Regions from separate parts of the Mus musculus genome. Here region 2 is linked to region 1. A link is a contact called in public promoter capture Hi-C data. All regions are on one chromosome and are shown on one strand. Each heading gives the region's core, a stretch centred on a gene start, on an enhancer-like site or on the middle of the called end of the contact. The rest is flanking DNA. Distances are from core to core; before and after follow the strand shown.

Region 1 (4,792 bases), core at 1,481-3,980:
TAATGTTGGTTGGCAGTACCGTAAGTGTATATACTTATCTTTCCTTAATGCTTATAAGCAGCTCAAGGCCAGGGACTACTGTACAGACTATACTTCCTCACTTGCTCAACTACCTAATGAACACTAGGAAAATAATAAGCAAACCATCCTTCAAGCCAGGGGCCAGCAAAGGAATGCCAACATACCAGCTCGTCTTATAAACAAGCTTCCTAGAGTCCAGACACTGATGTAGCTAGCACTCGTGGCTGCTTTCAGGCTACTGTGGGAAAGCGACAAAGCTATGACAGAGACCATTCTGCCCAGAAACCTCAGTTAGCTTACTGTTATCACTTGGCCCTTTATAGGTGAAATCTGCCAGCTCCCAGCATGGGCATCTAAAGAAATACAAACATTGCAGAGACCAGCTGCTCATAGAAACTTCCTGGTCTCCCCCATAAGTTTCTTTATGAGCAGAGTGCTCGCTCTCTCTCTCTCTCTCTCTCTCTCTCTTTCTCTCTCTCTCTCTCTCTCTCTCCACCCACTCTAACTCACACGCTCAATCTGGTTCCTTCACACTCGGCTTCAAACTCTCACTTCCCCCTGACGTCTGAGAAAAAGCAAAATCATCCAGAGAGACAAGACTTCCTCCTGGGTGCTCTCCCTGCCTCCCATCCCCAATTGTAAAGCCCTCCTCGGTTTCTTCTTTTCCCTATATGGTTGTCATCGTTTTCTTACTTACACACTTATACTCTGTGTGTCTTCCCTGGAATCTATAATGCAGAACAGGGTTTCTCTGTGTAGCCCTGGCTGTCCTGGAACTCACTCTGTAGACCAGGCTGGCCTCGAACTCAGAGATCCACCTGCCTCTGCCTCCCAAGTCCTGGGATTAAAGGCGTGCGCCACCATGCCTGGCCAGCCTGTGCTCTTAACCTCTGAGCCTTCTCTCCAGCCCCCCATTACTCTCTCTTAACAGAACTATAATTGGCTTCTAAGAATTAGCTTCTTCGTGATACTCAAAATAAAAAGCTAATATACTAAAGAGTTCAAATATTCTTCTCTCATTTAAAAGAAAGAAAAAAAGAGAAGATTACACTTTGTGCTTAAGATTATAAGCAATATAAGAAGGTTAGATTCTCTCTGTGTTTAAACTGCGATTATTATGAAAATTCCATGTATCTAAGAATGTCACCTACAGGGCGGAGGGAGGGTATAGGGAACTTTAGGGATAGCATTTGAAATCTAAATAAAGAAAACATCTAATCAAAAAAAAAAAGGAATGTCAACTACAACAGTGGATAGATGCATCAAGTATCAGCATGCTGTCTCAAACTGTATTTGGTTAAAAACAACAACAACCAAAAACACTACAAGTGTTTATTGAATGATTAGAAGCTTAAACGAGAGAAGCAGAGATCAAGTGGAGAGCAGCACTTGGTGCAGGTGACTGACTGTGAAGGCTTCCAGAGTCTCACTGTGCATCCTGGTGGCCTATAGCACACCTATGATGTGTCACTTGCAGTTTACAGCACAGGTGGGCCTGACTGAAGACAAGAAGCACCCGGATGTGTGAATCCATGTCAGAATGTAGACATCTACTTATTGTTCAGCAATTCCACTTCCATTACCTCATCCTTCAGATAAACAAGAGATCCCTTGGTAGCTTAAAGGTTACAACAGATCTGTGCCATTGACGTTAGCGTGTGTGTGTGTGTGTGTGTGTGTGTGTGTGTGTGTGTGTGTGTGTGTGGTATATGCATGTGTGTGTACAGGTGCACATGCCCACGGGGAAGCCGGAGGAGGATGTAGAGTGTCCTACTCCATCGCTCTCCACTTCGTTGACTTGAGACAGGGCTCTCTCATCAAACCTGGAGCTTGCCATTTTAACAAGACTGGCAGCCAGCAAGCTCCAGCAAGCCTCCTTGTCTCCAGCCTCCATAATGCTGGGGTTACAGGTGCTCACAAGACCACATCCAGCCTTTTTACATGAGTGCTAAGGATTCAAACTCAAATCTCTTCACATTTGTAAGCCAGCATCTTACCCACTGAGCCATCGTCCCTGCACCAGGCAGACATTACTTTCATTTCCTCTCAAGTTCTAGTAACATTTCATTATAAAACGAGCAAACTTAAGACAGAGGTGGACCTGCTTTTCCTTAGTAAGAAGCAGGAAAATTGCTCTGGACTTTGATATAGAATTTTTCCATACACACACACACACACACACACATGTATGTGTGTGTGTATATACATATATGTGTGTGTGTGTGTGTGTGTGTGTGTGTGTGTGTGTGTGTGTAGTTACTGTAGAGATTGTAAGGTAATCAGGTTTGCCTATGAGGATGACTATGAAATATGATACCTGATGACAAAGACAGAGCTGCTCAGCCCTCAGAATTGTTGACCAGATAGCTGGGCCATCATTTTTAATTTGTAATATAAACACTGGATGGCTATAATTCCCCAGATCTGAAGTTGTGGGGCAGGTGGGATACATACAAACAAACGTTTCAAGGACAAAGGTTCCACAAATCACAGACAGGGTATTTCCAGTTATGTTATATAAACTTGGTTGGCTCTTTCATTTCTACTGCCTTCTCTGAAAAGAAGGAAAGAGGAAGGAAGAAAGGAAGGATGGAAGAGAGGGAGAGATGAAGGAAGAGGAGGATGGGAGGGATGAGAGGAATGGGAAGGAGGGAGAGCCGTCTCCTATTGCCAAAGCAAAGGAAGCAGGGACTGTTTTTCAAGCTGGTGACTATAGAGAATGCCAGAGCCAGAATGTGCTGACTGTAGGAACAGAAGGAGGCAAGCTCAGGGGACACTGGAGAGGAAAAAAACAGGGAAGATTTCACCTAGGAGCTGTTTTCTCTGGAACCCGCAATGCAGAAGAGAAAGTGCATACAGCAATCAGTCACTGGACCACAGCCCCGTCTCCCTCCAACACAGTAGTAATTTCTTTATTCTCTGCTTACTGAGAGATGCCAATAGGATGCCCAGTGAGTAATAAGTGAAATAGTATGTCATAGAAAACAGTAGATGATGGAAGGATGCAACTTCATGCTGACTGGGCATGTCTGGAAGAGCATACAACCCAGGCCAGTGCAGCAACTGAGGCTTCAAAGTATAAGGAAAAACCATTTAAGCCTAGAATGTACCACATACGCCCTGCTCGCCCAGGTATCTGCTGGCCGCGATCCTGTGATAATAAGGAATATAGATGTGGTCTCTTCCCATGGATCCTACAAAGTAGGGAAGCTCACAGCCAGCGTGATTAGGGTCTTCTGGGTGGTGATAAAATGACAGGGGACGGAGGCTCTGAGAGGGTGCCACCAAGATGGAGACCAGTGGTCAGAACACACAAGGTTTTTATATTCAGCTTGCTACTTTCAGTTCTACCTCAATCTCTGGGATGAGGAGAGGGGTTGAAGGTTAAGTTTAGTCACCAGTGTCTAATGACGTAGTAAATTGTGCCTATGAAATAGCATCTCCATAAAACTCTGAAAGGACAAGGTTCAGAGAGCTCACGGTGTCCAAGGCAGACAGACACAGTAGCTCCACAGCTCCACGGTGCTCCTTATATGGCTGCCCTAAGCATGCCTTCCTCTGCATGCTTTATCATGGGTCTCCTTTCTGTAGAAGAGAGCCATATTCAGAAAGTGTTTCCCTGAGATATGTGAGGCCATGCTTACAAGTTAACTGAACCCCCTGAGAGCCATAGGAACTCTGACTTACAGTCAGACAACAGAAAGCACAGGTTATAACCTGACTTTTACTCTTGATACCTGACGTCCGTTAGAGTCCGTCTTGTGGAATCTAGCCTTCCAACCGGTAGCTATCTTGAAGCAAATAGGGTCGGGTGTGAATTGAAGACACCCTGTGAGTGTCAGCTGGTGAATCTGGTTCCTAAGCTGAAGAAAATTACATTTTTTTTTTCTATCTTTCTAACCTGGGAAGGAGCCAACGTCCAAGCCTCTACCTCCTCGCTTGTAAAATGGACACAGCAATAACAACGGCCATTCTAAGTTGTTTTGATAATTAGCTACACAGAAGGAGTATGGAGAACATGTCTGACATGGTAATTGCTGGATGGAATACCAGTTTGGGAAATTATCACCCCACCAATTTATTATTTTACTAGACTTTAAGTTTATTACCTGTGAATAGACAATGTTTTAAAACATTTCAATTCTATTTTAAGTATAAATTTGAGAAATGTTTCCTTTTTTGTTTTGTTTTGTTGCTGTTTGTTTTGTTTTGTTTTTGTTGTTGCTGTTTGTTTTGTTTTTGTTGTTGTTTGTTTTGTTTTGTTTTGTTTTGTCATGCTACAATTAAGTCCAAGGTTGTCTGTGTGCTAGGCAGGTTACATTTCCAGCCTCCAAACTCTAGACTTTTTTGTTTAAAGGTGTAACCCAACTCCATCACAGTGGCATCCACTGTAGTCCCAGCACTTTGGGAACAAAGGCATGAGGAATATCCCAAGTTCAGGGCCAGCTTGAGGTATGCAGTGAGTTCAAAGCCAGCTTGGTGTACTTAGTGAGTTCAAGGCCAGATGGATATACATAGTGTATTCAAAGTGAGGCAGGGATCCACACCCAAACTGGCTCAGAACAAGCAAATAAGAAAAGAACTGCCATCTGGATGCATGCCTATGTACTAGTGGTACTTGCCTATTTACATGGTGGTCCATACTTATGACCACAGAATTTAGGATGGAAAGACGGGAACATCACAAAATCCAAGGCCAGCTTGTGCTAGACACTGATTTCCTATTCAAGCTGATTTCCATAGGGATATTCTTCCTCAAACACCAAAAATT
Region 2 (4,792 bases), core at 1,036-3,535, 640 kb before region 1:
AGTTAAACAGAAATGGTTTCTTGATCACACACCATGACTGATCAACCAGAGCAACAAAGCTCAGGCTCGAGAGCTGAATGCTTCACTCTGGACATTTCTCAGGGCCTAAAGGCTAAAACCAGAAAAACACAAGGAGCTCATGCTCAGGTCCTGGAAAGCTGCCCAGAGTTCGGCCCTGACTCCAGCCATTTTAAACATCACAGTTCATATTGACCTTTAATTTCATAGGTCCTAAGTGAAGCTTATAGTGGTGGAATTTGTTAGGCTTAACAAATCTCATGCAGTACTTAACAGGGTATGTTTTCATCATGACCCTATTCTTAGTCGAGTTATTTTTGTGCATCAGTGACTGACAGGCATATTACAGCACCCATATAAAGTAGCTGGCAGGCGTGGAACAAGATGGCTACAGCTATGCACGCCTCAACACAGATAAGTTTTAAATGTTCAACTGCATGCACATAAGAATATCCATTGAGGGAATGGTTGAAACAACGAAAAGCAGTTAGCAGCAACCCATATCACCCAACTACTGGAATTTAAATAAAATATCTTATCCTTATTTGATGAAATACAGCCATCAAAGACTAGAATATGGCTCAGTGGACAAAGTGCTTGCTGTGCCAACATGAGGATCAGAGTTCAAATCCCCAGACCCCAGGCAAAACCCAGACATAAAAGCTCGCATCCCTAATTCTCCAGAAGCCAGGGAGACAGAGACAGGCAGTTCCCAGAGGCTTGTTAAACAGCCAGTCTTAGCTGACTGGATGAGCTCCAGATGCAGTTTGAGGACCTGTCCCAACAAAATGTAGTGGAAAAACAAACTAGGAAGACACCCTGGTGCAAACCTTTGAACTCCATGTAGTCCTTCATGCATGGATTAGAACACCAACACATGAGTGTACACACACAGAAGTGGGGGAGGGCTAGAAGAAATACTAAATGATAAGAAAATATTATTCATATATTGTGTTTACATGGAATATGGGCATGTGTGTATCACAGCGCCCATGTGGGGGTCTGAGAACAATCTGAGAGAGCTGATTCTCTCCTTCCACCATGTGGGTTCTAAGGTTCAGTCTCAAGATGCCAGGCTTGGCAGCAGACACCTTTACCCACCGAGCCCTCTTGCTGGCCCTCCACCTCAGTTTTTGAGACAAAGCCTCTCTCACTGAACCTGGAGGGGTTGAGGTATGGACTCAGGTTTTTGTGGTTGCTGCAGAAAGCACTTCATCCACCATGCTGGCTTCCCAACCAAAACCACAGTAAGATCTTGGCCGCCAAAATATGAATAGAAATTAAAAGGCCAGCCAGTAAAAGTGCCTTCTCTAAACTGTTCAACATTCAGTAGCTGCTTTATGGGAAAAAAAAAAAAAAAAAAAACCCTTACAGTGGAATCCATTACTTATTTCCTCAGGGCAGGGAATAAGGGAGGGAGGAACTCACCAATAAAATAGTATCTGGTGGTAGGGATGGGGAGAGAAAGAAAGAATATTGGGGAGCTTTTAATCTGTAAAGATCAATTTAGCAAATCAAGTTTTATAAAATCGTAGAGTTACCTCTACTTGTGATACAAATTTATTACTCGTTTTCACAAACTGAAATCATGGAAACTCTTCTGTCGCCGCCCCCAAACTACAAGCTTACATCTGCAATGTTAATAAACACCCACTTAGAATTAACTGCAGGGAATTACTAACAGTCAAAAGACCTGACTATTTCCAACAAGGTATGTAGAGAAACAGAGTAGACGAATTGCCGGAAGTATGTGTATGCCCAATGTTCCAACACTGAGTTTAATAAAAGAAAAATTAGAAAAGGAAATACTACCTCCCTCCAAACTCCCTGTCACTGCTACATACCTTGATTCTTGCTTTTTCTATAAATTCAAGAGGGGCTTTCCCAAACTCAAGTCCAGCTCCAATCCAGGGAATCCAGCCTTGGATGCACGGGGGTCCAAGCAAATTCTTCAACCGAGAGAATAAGAAAAGAACACAGCTTCCCAGAACGGCGATTGCTATTGGTGAGAATAACTCCATAATGCCCATCTTCCAGAATCAACAGACGTTTGAAAACGTCCTTCTCCAGGGGAATCTCCTAGTCCCCCGCCGACTGAGGAAAATGCGCCCAGTTTTGCAAACTCTGAGCCGAGAAACTTTTTAAACAAATTCTCTTGCGTAACTGTGGTTCCTTTGCCCCGCCCCAGTTTTTGTGTGATTTTTGCATTGTGGCTATCTTCCACCTTCCCACGGCTTTCAAATTATGAGAAAAAAAAAAAAAAAAAAAAAAAAAAAAAAAGCTTTGATTTGAACTGGGCTGGGCTGGGCTGGGACGGAGGAGGCGGGAACACATCCTGAGGCGGCGGAGCTCGAGTAAACTAGCTGTTTGCAGCGGGCGCCTAGCTACCAGCCAATCAGAGAAGTCGCTGAGCCCCCAAGAACTACATTTCCCAGAAGCCTCTTGGGTGCGGCTTTGTTTTTCAGCACCTGAGGCCGCCGGACCGGTCCAGCTACCAGGCGGGCGGCGCCTTTGCAGAGCGTAATAAAGGCACATGGTCCTGACCTGACCTCTCTCGGGCTGAAAAGGGGCGGCGCCGGCAGGGTGGCAGGTTCCCAGGCGACCAGCGGTGCCCAGTGGTCCTGACTTGCTGCTGAATGCCTATCGCCGAGGAGGAGAAGCTGCTGCCGCTCACGCAGAGATGGCCCCGGACGAGCAAGTTCCTACTGTCCGGCTGCGCCGCAACCGTGGCCGAGCTAGGTACCGGCCGCCCCCGCCTCGGCCTCCCCAGCGAGTGGCTGCGGCATCGTGCTGGGGGAGGGATGGGCGGGCAGCCTCACTCCTGGCTGGAGTGCATCTTCAGAGGTTGGACCCTCGCAAGGATGTGGTCAGGTGCCCAGTAGGCCAGCTTCGGGAGGAGCGTGGATTGGAGGTGTCCAGGGTCCTTGTCTTCCCATCCCCAGGGATGTTGTCTTATGCCTGAGTGAGTACTCTTGGGCTCTTCATGAGCCCTATACCTCTCTAGGAAACATTTCCCCTTTCGTAAGGATGACCTTTATAGAACCATAATCCATTTGTTCACAGTTTTTTGGTTTGGTTTTGGTTTGTTTTTTTCTTTTTCATCCTCCCTGGGATCGTTTTTTGTGGTTTATAGTCTTATGCTGCCTCGGGAGTCTTTAAGATTTGAGTTGGGGGAAGGGGGACAGTGAGTCCTACCTTGAGGGACTCCAATTGTTAACCATCCCTCTGGAACATTTGCTTAATGCCAGTCAGCCACATCACTTCTCTGAGCCTATACCCGTTAAGGGGAATTCTGAGAAGTAATTTTTATATGTGGTAAATGCAAGGTAGGGGCAGCATTATTCCAGTTGATGCAGTAGTGGGTCCTGGATATACAATTGCAAAAAACCCCAGTGTGGCCTTCTTCCAGGCTCAGTGGGGTGGCGGGTGGGGGGTGGCACATGCAGAGAAAGACATTTATTTACAGCTGCTGCCTGTTGCAGAGAAGCTATTTCTGTGTGTTCCAAGAACATTATAGGAACAAAACAAAACAAGACAGATCCATCTGCCTAAGTGAGTTCAAAGAAACAAACAACAACAACAAATAAATAAATAAGTAAATAAACAGACCACCTAAAGTGGATTACGGCACTATGGCATGAGCAAAGGGTGGGGGTGTTGTTGTGGTTGTTGTTGTTTTTCAGGAAGGGGGCAGGGAGGTTTTGAGTACAACCTGTGGTCTCTGTGAAGCTATTTGAGATTACCCTTACATTTTTTTGTCCATTAAAAAAAGAAAGAAAGAAAAAGGAAAATGTCTCTGGTGCATTAGTTATTTGAAAATGTTATCCAACCGTCTCTAGCGGAGCTTTATTTATTTTTATGCCTAGCATAGCCAGCACACTACCTATTGCTTTGCCCTTTAGACTCTTCCTTTCTTGCCTTTGGCCCATCTATTTGTCTTCTTTCTAATCAAAGCTAACACAATTTTATTTTCCTTAATCATTGATTTTCCTAAATAAAATTCACCAGCTTCTAAAGACATCTAAAACGAGTCAGCCGAGTGATGAGCTGCATTAGTGGTTTGATGGCTCCCTGAAAGCTCAGTGGCTTGTCCAGAAACGGTCCTGTGAAATGTGTTGGGGAGAAACGGGTGAAGAATAGGGACAGAAGGCCAAGGGATCAAAGTTAGTTGGTAAAGGGGAGTTCACACTGATTCAGCACGAATGCCCCAGCCACAAGGTAACCAAAGGAAAAGGAAGGAAGAAAACATGTGTTCTGAGAAGCAGCATTTGTACTTAGAGCTCTTGCCTCTTCATACTTTGCTCAGTTTCATGTGTTGATAAGACACTTTTTAAGGTGTGTGTGTGTGTGTGTGTGTGTGTGTGTGTGTATACCACTGGAAACTTTTTAAGACTCCATATATATGCAAGATAAGAAAACATCTTAGGGACATTATTGGTTAGCAACTTTTCCAGAACCTAATGGAAAGATGTAACACATCCCCCTCCCCGCCCCCTCTCCTGTCTTTGGAAAGGTATTCATGGATCGTGGATCAGGCAGCGGTCACTGAAAATCTTTGTGTACTCTAAGCGATGTTCATGAGCTTGACCCCATATCCTTCTTAAGAGTTCTTCAGGGTATTGTGTGTACGAAGTGTATGATGGACCAAGTAGCTAGAATAGGCTTTCAGATCAAGATAAACTGTCTCTAATTCAACATATAAGCAAATTTTCCAGTTAACTAAAGTTGCGACTTACAAAGAACTCATGAATAGGCCATGTATAAAACTTATCCG

What was found. Promoter capture Hi-C pulls out the DNA fragments that hold promoters and counts their contacts.
Region 2: a promoter capture Hi-C map of hippocampal neurons shows a contact between it and region 1, with 2.2 times the contacts expected there. The contact joins the promoter of Cyp39a1 here to the enhancer-like site in region 1. A contact is called at or near these places in 6 of 39 promoter capture datasets (the 3T3-L1 cell line, cranial neural crest, hippocampal neurons and 2 more), 2 of 115 datasets of contacts at active chromatin or transcription factors (astrocytes and embryonic stem cells) and 2 of 9 other capture datasets (adipose tissue and embryonic stem cells).

What each region holds. Positions count from the first base shown.
Region 1 is chr17:43,028,454-43,033,245 of GRCm38.p6, reverse strand. The region is part of intron 1 of Tnfrsf21 (tumor necrosis factor receptor superfamily, member 21); the gene reads right to left. Among named protein-coding and RNA genes, the nearest start is that of Tnfrsf21, 14 kb to the right of the region's middle. Within about 2 kb of position 2,730, at least 22 of the 459 cell types and tissues checked have an H3K27ac peak or open chromatin away from gene starts, as enhancers often do. A contact at or near this core is called in hippocampal neurons, where this site is marked.
Region 2 is chr17:43,664,865-43,669,656 of GRCm38.p6, reverse strand. Cyp39a1 (cytochrome P450, family 39, subfamily a, polypeptide 1) reads right to left here and starts at 2,285. Exons shown (of 12, transcript NM_018887.4): 1 at 1,863-2,285. The coding sequence starts at 2,048. Slc25a27 (solute carrier family 25, member 27) reads left to right here and starts at 2,443. Exons shown (of 9, transcript NM_001357122.1): 1 at 2,443-2,757. The coding sequence starts at 2,655.